Linked DNA regions of Mus musculus: region 2 is linked to region 1. The links are chromatin contacts, called in public Hi-C maps. All regions are on one chromosome and are shown on one strand. Each heading gives the region's core, a stretch centred on a gene start, on an enhancer-like site or on the middle of the called end of the contact. The rest is flanking DNA. Distances are from core to core; before and after follow the strand shown.

Region 1 (4,074 bases), core at 1,154-3,653:
AGAGTACCAAGTGGTAGAGGTATGTATTTCAATCATTCTTCTCTCCCCTCCCCTGTTATTATCAGTTTTGACTGAAGCTTGTTTTTAGCATCTGGCTGGAAATGTTACATCATGAAATGCTTCATACTGCAGGGAGATCTCAGTTGAAGGAGCTCAAAGAGAAAGGAAGTACAGGGCTTACTCAACAGAAGATCAGCATCGAAGGAGTCATAAAAGACTCCGGGTTTCCCCTTATCACTCTGTGGGGACATCTTCAAGATATTGGTTTCAGCTTTCAGGCTTGCTAATTTTTGGCTCTGAAATGACTAGATTATGCATTCATATAAATGTCTTTGAATAAAAGAAAGACACATACTTCTTGTAGTTGACCTTTCTTTTCTGAGGTGAAGAGATGTCTTTCCTGGGCATTCCTCTCCTCCTGGGCTCCTAGAAAGGATTAGGTAGAGCCATGTCACAAGGCCACACCCAAGCCAGAGAGAGGCTACAACAAAGGTTTTTAATGTTTTTGCCTGTTCCTGTAGGAGGCAGCTTCTGTGAGCTCTGGCAGAATCTTCTGGAACTTTGTACCACAGTGTTCCCATTTCAGAAGGAAAGTCCAGACATGAAGTTTGATTCTTACCTAGTGCACCACTGTAAAAAAAAAAAAAAAAAAAAAAAAAAAAGAGTGAGGAATAGTTTTTTTCCTTTTCCTTCTTTTGGGGGTGGGATGGGGAGGGCAGTTCTTCTAAAGGACTCTGTACATTGGACTCTCACCAAAAAAAGAAAGAGATCCACATCAACCTTAACATAGTCCCTTCACTATGCTATCATTTTGTCAGAATGTTTAGCCATAAAGAGAAAACCATGTGAAAAGTCCTAATCCAGATAGAGCACAGAAGCTGGGAAGATGGCCCAGTTGGTAATATATTGGTTCAGCAAGAAAAAAAAAAAAAAAAAGACCTTGGTACCCATGTAAAATAGCCAAGTAAGGTGACTTGGGATTCCAGCATTAGCAAGGTGAAAACCGGTGGTCCCTGGGACTGGTTGGCCAGCCACTCGAGTCTACCATGTGAATCCTAGGCCAGTGAGAGAGGCCATTTTAAAAGCAATGTGCCTGGTGCTTGAGGAATAATGCCTGAGGTTTTTCTTTCACTTGCACATGCAGATGTATGTGTGAACACACTAACACACAAGAATAAGGCACAACCCTACTGAGGACGCACACAGAAAAGTCAAAGAAGCTGGTAGAATGGTTTCATGGAGTGTTTTTATCCCTTCCAGGACTTATCCCAGTGTGGTTGGATTCTTATGTGTACCAGCAGCAGAAGAATAATAGAAATAATAATTTTCCCCCAGTCCCAATGGCTATTCAGGTGTGAGCCCCATACTTGCTTTAACACCTAGCTTCTGTGACCAGGAAAAGTAGAACAGTGAGCTGGCTTGTGGAGAATTCATAATTAGCCACGTGACCTATGAGACAGCTTAGGCCTGATCATCACATGATCTTCACATGCTCTTGTTTATTGTGCATCGGGGTTACATGGAAGCTCTTTCACAGCACTCCCCAAAACACAAATATTTAAACGCATTCCCCCCAAAGCTTATATGAAATTCTAAGTGGCATACTAAATATGTCTACAGTGCCACAAGTGGAGAGAAACTAGTGGGTATTTTTGTTATGCTAGACACACTGCTGTATGTCTGACATCTTGGATTTATTTAATCTCAAAATAACTTACTGAGTTATTCTTTCAGGCCATTGATTCATTCAGGGTCATGTAATCTCATGGACATCACCAAGAGAAGGAGAATTATTGCCAAAGACCATGCCTGTAAGGGAAGATATGTAGACGTTTTGTAAATACCTGATAGGGTTGCCCCCAACCCCAGCCTCAGACTGTATCTTTGTTTGTCTACTGAAATAGAATTTCTGCTTTGGATTGAATTTTAAACCAGTTCTTAACACCCAAAACAGAACTCGTGATTATTAGAGAGATAGCCAATCAGAGATATTTTCTTAAGAGTGAGTTGCCTACTTTCCGCTGCTCCCTGGCAAGGGGAGGCACATTCTTTGCAATTCACAGCATTGTACATTCCAAACTTGGTAGGTCACTCATTAATTATTCTCAGGAAGAGTGGTCAAAGTTCCCGTCCTCCTTTGGGTGAGAATGGTATAACAGCAAAGTACAAATCTCCGGATATATAGTAGTTAAGCAGTGCCTGATAGGACACCCCTGGGAAACGAGAGCAGACACTTCTTTGGTTCTTCCATGGAAGAGAGGCCAGCTTGAGGGGACACATGGCCTCTGGGCATTCCTATCCTAACTGAGGAAACTCAAATTGTAGCACAGACTCGATTAGACTCTCGAGCTGTGTGTTGGCTCTTGAGATCCATGTGGTACAGTGAGGACTTGCAGCAGCCAGTGGGAGGGAAGGGTTGGAGAGAGAGGAAGCTGGACACAGAGTATGATGAAATCACAGTGATGGACTTCTGTCAGTTCTGGGAAAAATGTGGAAGAAAGGATGTAAAGGTGAACATTAGACTTAAAAAAATATGCTATGTGAAGATTATCTTTCTAGATGTACTTTTTAAAAAAATGTTTCCTGGGAATTTAGACTGTTTAATGTGTTACTTTATGGTAGGTAAGTCACTTGATCATGTACTTAAGAATTAAACATCATTCATTATATATTTAATAAGTGTTGGCTGAAAATGGTTCATATGTTTTTGACAACATCAGAATGAAATGGAAGTGTACTTCGGAAGTACCAACCAGAAATGAAAGAAATTCAAGCAAATACTGATGTGTCCATTCTTTAGCTTGATTCATGAGTGTTGGAATATCCACAAGGTCTCAGCTACCTGTTCTATAAGCTATTAGTGAGGGCTAAGACCTTAAAAATCTTACACACACACACACACACACACACACACACACACACACACACACACACACACACACACACACATCTGTATTTTCCCAGTTAATGATGTACAAAGATCTTGTGAGAAATGTGTTGTTTTGTTTTGTTTGTTTCTTTGAGACAGGGATTCTTTGTGTAGTCCTGGCTGTCCTGGAACTCACTCTGTAGACCAGGCTGACCTTGAGCTCAGAAATCTGCCTGCCTCTGCTTCGAAAGTGCTGGGATCAAAGCTGTGCGCCACCACTGCCTGGCAAGAAATATGTTTTTGAATAGAACCAATAATTACAGAGGGATACTAAAAACTATGCTCTTGGTCTTTAAATTTAAAAATGTGAGGCCAAGAGCTTACAGTTCAACTTTGTTACCCCAAAAGGACAGCTTCATATTACAACGGTGCTTAAAAAATTTAGCATACCCTTCCAGGACTGTGATTTTAAGTGACCTTTTACTCAGAGGAATGTATTTTAAAATCTAATGTAGTTCAAAAAGGAAAATTCCCATTGATGATTCTCTGGCTGGGGATCTGTTTGCTTCTCCCAGTATTTCTGTTGTTCCCCAGCTCTTGACTGAAACAAATTCTGTGTGAATTTAGAGCTGGACAGGGTACCACCAATTACACAGAATCCTTAGCATTTCCTATAATCACAAACCAAGCAGCCACAGGGCAGGCCTGCTAGTCCTTGCTACTAGTGACACACGAATGTAGACAATTGGATATGGTCATGGGTTTCTCAGTAATTCTCTTGGGAGGAGATTTCCTCTGGTCTTAAGCATGGATCCGTGAGAATGTCAAAACTAGGCTCCCTGCCTGGTTACTGAAGAGGTCATGCTGATATGCAGAACTGAAAGGAGGTTTCCTTCATGCCTTGTGAAGCCAGGAAGAGGCAGACTCAAAAATGGAAACTGGATTGCCCTAGTATTCAGAGAACATGGAAACATTTTCGATGGCTATTCCAGAGATGTTTTTGTAAAGAGACTTAAAGATTCCAAATGAAACCTGAGCATAAAGAGCTGGAATAGATAGAGGTGCTTGACATCTTTACAGAAGTCCTCAAGTCTATCCATCTTGACACGGCCAGGAGTCCTGTCTGAAAGACCACTAAGGGTCAGTCAGTGTAACACGTTCTGACTGCTTGGTCACATCCCATGAGCTCATTCATCCTGTCTTTC
Region 2 (4,074 bases), core at 1,007-3,506, 500 kb after region 1:
TAAAGTTCCAGGTTACCCTCAAAAGCGCTTGTTGGCCCAGAAATCACAATTACTCTCGTACTGTCTTTGTCTGACTGGCGATTTTCTTTGTGACTTCTCTCTACTCTCCATGCAATAAAGTAAGAGTGTCGTGTTCTCTGACACTTCATCCTCACAGTCACAATGTCAGGTAGAAGCATATTGTGTTGTTGTTGTTGTTGTTGTACATAAAGTGAAATTGAAAATATCAAAATTTTGTACGTTAAAAAAAGTATTTAGGGGCTGGAGAAATGGTTTAGTGGTTAAGAGCACTGACTGCTTGCTCTTCCAGGGGTCCTGAGTTCAATTCCCACCAACCACATGGCGGCTCACAACCATCTGCCTGGGATCTGATTCCTTCCTCTGGTGTGTCTGAAGACAGTGACAGTGTACTCATATACATACAATAAGTAAATCTTTTTAAAAAAGTATTTAAGACTGCTTATGTAACACCTCAAGTAATACTTGAAACACCTTTAAAAGAGTCTGAAGTTTTTGGATATTGAAACACATTATCATTTACAAAGCTACAGTAATATTTGAAAATGAATGTCTTTTTTTTTTTTTTTGATACAGGCTTTTACTGTGTAGCCTTGAACTCAGAGATCCCCCTGCCTCTGCCTTGGAGTGCTGAGATTAAAGGCATGTGCCACCACCTGGATCAGATTCTCTTATTACTTTCACTGAAAATAGGTAGCAGAGGAAAGTATGAAACTTTGCTTTTGTGGACCATATTATTAAGCAGTCTCGCATCTCATGCTGATGAATATTTAATTAACTTTTCAGAAGAGAAAACAAACAGGAGGAGAAGTGAACATTCAGTAGACAGAAAGCAATAAAGGTCTTAGAAGTTCTAAGTGATGGTGGAGGGGGCAGTAATCCCCTTTAATTGAGAAAAGTCAGCATGGCAGCAGATTACAGGATCTACTCCATCTCCACTGCTCCGTTCCTTTCTCCCTCCCTTTCTTGCTGCTTGCATTTCAACTGACTTTGACTATACTTCACAGATACAACCGGGAAGCCCCAAATACTCAATTATTACTGATTGGTCGTTTGTCCTTGGAATATGAGAATAATTACTAAAATAAAGTGTCTAGCTATTCTGGAATCACTTCCTTATATACAGATATGACATTTGTAGATTTGATTATCACTTTTTTAAAAATGCCTCTGTGGGTAGAATGGTGATAGATAGAGTGGAATGAAGAAACAGGAATGTAAATTGATTCTGAGGGATCAAAGTCCAGCTACAGGACAGCCAAACGGACTTTCAATTTAGAAAGCAAAGATTGATCATTAAAAAGTATACAGAAATATATGCCTTGTGATGTTGTATAGGACAGCTGTGGTTGTTGTGCTTAAGCCTCGGCCAATTATTTAATAAATTACTAAGCTCAAATCACAAAACTAGAATTCTCGCTGTGGCACAGGATCAGCTCCGGGCGCCAGAGGGAAACCGGAAGGCTCCTGTCCCAGGACGCTCCTCGGTTCCTGTGTCCTGAGGGTTCTGGGAGGGTCCTTCTTAGCAGAAGTGGCGGTCTTACCTAAAACTAGAATTCTCAATGACAAAGAGTCCAGTGAGAGTTTATACAGGAGCCTGTCATGGAATGAATTTAAGCCACAGCTTGTAGTTCTGTGTAGATTCAATATACGACAAGAACCAAAACTTCTTAAATATGCTAGCAACTGGCAACTCCTATATTAATATGTTCTACAAGTTAGGGGCTGGGAAGAGAAGAGCAGCTCTGGGATAAGCCTGGCATTACAACCCTGAGTAGAGTGGCTGTCGTTAAATGCAGGCTTTAAAACCTCTAGCTTCTGAAATGATTACGAAACACGCATGTGTTAGCGAACGGTGATTTGGACTCAGGAAGTTGTTAAAGAAAGCACATCTCCAAGCTCAGTCGCACGGGTTGTTCACACACTCAATGCTTGCCATACGTTCTTACGGCCATAGCCGTAAGGGTCCCAAAACATTGAGTTCTAAAACCTGTGTTCAGACAATAAATTAAACGCAAACCTGAAGGCAGTACTTGCAAGCAGTCAGGAGTGAAACCCAGAACAGAGAAAGAGGGCAGAGAGTAACAGTGTGGTCAGGACAGGCTTCCCTGAAGAGAACACTTAAAGGAGCAAATGGTGCTATAACAGAAACAACGATGATCCGAGGCAGTGAGAACCACAAACACAGTTCCCAGCACAGAAATGAGCCTAAGGCAGTTGTAGAAAGAGAAAGTGCCGTTCAGACACTTGGTCAATCAACCCAGCCTGAGATCCAGGCCCGCCCAATGTTTGCCAGGGGTTGGCCAATACAAAACAGATTCCGGGGGGTTTTTGTGTGCTTGTTTTGTTGTTTTGATTTGTGATTTTGTCGTTTGTTTGTTTTGGGGAGGGGTTATTTTTGGTATGTTTGTTTCTTTTGTTTTTTTTTTTTTTTTTTTTTTTTGGTCTTTTTTTGTCCTTTTGGTTTGATTTTTTTTTCAAGAAAGAGAAAAAAAAGAATATGAATTTGGGTGGAGAGAGAAGTAGAAAGGTTCTAGGAGATACTGAGAAAGGGATAAGAATATGATTAAAATCTATTTGTGATTTTTTTTTTCTAAGAAAAAAGCAAGATGGGCAGGAGAGATGACTTGGCGGCTAAGAACATCAGTTCTTCTAGAGCACAGGGTTCAGTTCCCAGCTCACACCTGTTTGTAATGTCAGTTCCAGGTCTCTGACATCCTCACACAGACATACATGCAGGCAACACAGCCATGAACATAAAAATAAATTTTAAAAAGAACGAAAGAGAAAAGTACGCATCACATAGAGAAGAATGCAGGAACTGAGGCTGTGTGAGAGTTGAGGTCTCGGGGGTGTGTTTGGGTCATGCGTGTAGTCTAGAAGTGGATCCACCAGCAAATGATGCTGAGGAAGACTTGCACGTGAGACTTTATAATCAACAAGAAAGGAAGACTTGGATTTTTATCTGAGTAACTGGGTGAAGGGCACTGTGTTTGTCGAAGCGGACTAATTTGTGAAGAGTGGATTTTGCAGGAAAGTGTGGGGAAGAGATGGAAATCAAACATGGTACATCAACGTATCCGAAATGTGATGCCTTTGGGTACAAATACAGGTGACAACTGGACACTGTCTGCTACTTGGGAAAAAGATGGGGGGAAGACATCTGTTTGGGAGTCAATAACATGTGCCACTGAGACTAAAGTTTAAATAATGTAGGTATGGATATATATTCATATATAGGTTTTATATATGAATGTACACAAGTATGCAAATAGATACTTTAAAAGTATATGTATATGCATGCATATATGTGCATGTATGCATACATACATATATATGTATATATATATGTATATATATGTGTGTGTGTGTATATATATATATATATATACACACACACACATAGGTACATGTGGACATTTTTAGTTGAGTTACAAGATAGCAGGTTTCCATGTGCCTCTTTCGTATGTTTCAATTTGGTTAAATTTCTTTTCCCACATCCCTCATATTCTATACCCCACCCCCTGCCCCACCCCTTCCCTGCCTAAACTTATCTATTCCCCTATTTATATGAACTATCTTCTACTATTTCCTCCTCATTCAATGGACCATTAATAGACTCTTCTTTTTCTGGCTTCTGCAGGTCTGCCAGGGTGGCCACACAGTGTTTGAGATTTGCAACTAGGACCACATAGGAGGGGGAAATGTGTAGCTTTTGCCTCTCTGGTCCTAGTTCATCTCACTCAGGAAAAATGTTGGTTTCTTTCCCTAAGTTTATCCGTTGACTGATAAGTTTTATAATTTAATTTCTCTTTACAACTTACTAGAATTATACTCTCTGTACCATATTCTTTTTATTCATTGGTCAGTTGGCACATATCTAACCAGATTCATTTCCTTGCTGCTGTGAAGAGGGCAGCAATGAACGTGGATGCACAAGCATCTCTGTAGGAGGATGTACAGTCCTCCAGGTACAGAGTTGGGAATGGAATATCTGGAACGACTCCTAACCTTCTGAGGAATCCACGCACTGATTTCTACAGCAGGTAACCAGTT

What was found. Hi-C and Micro-C count contacts between places; a contact is called where the count stands out from the background.
Region 2: a contact with region 1 is called in a Hi-C map of liver, with 2.6 times the contacts expected there. The contact joins two enhancer-like sites. A contact is called at or near these places in 3 of 484 Hi-C or Micro-C datasets (liver, nephron progenitors and pancreatic cancer cells) and 1 of 115 datasets of contacts at active chromatin or transcription factors (embryonic limb bud).

What each region holds. Positions count from the first base shown.
Region 1 is chr8:31,523,163-31,527,236 of GRCm38.p6, forward strand. No RefSeq gene overlaps it. Among named protein-coding and RNA genes, the nearest start is that of 7420700N18Rik, 160 kb to the left of the region's middle. Within about 2 kb of position 2,404, at least 25 of the 459 cell types and tissues checked have an H3K27ac peak or open chromatin away from gene starts, as enhancers often do. A contact at or near this core is called in liver, where this site is marked.
Region 2 is chr8:32,026,040-32,030,113 of GRCm38.p6, forward strand. It overlaps a transcript of Nrg1 not described here. Among named protein-coding and RNA genes, the nearest start is that of Gm26578, 18 kb to the left of the region's middle. Within about 2 kb of position 2,257, at least 5 of the 459 cell types and tissues checked have an H3K27ac peak or open chromatin away from gene starts, as enhancers often do. A contact at or near this core is called in liver, where this site is marked.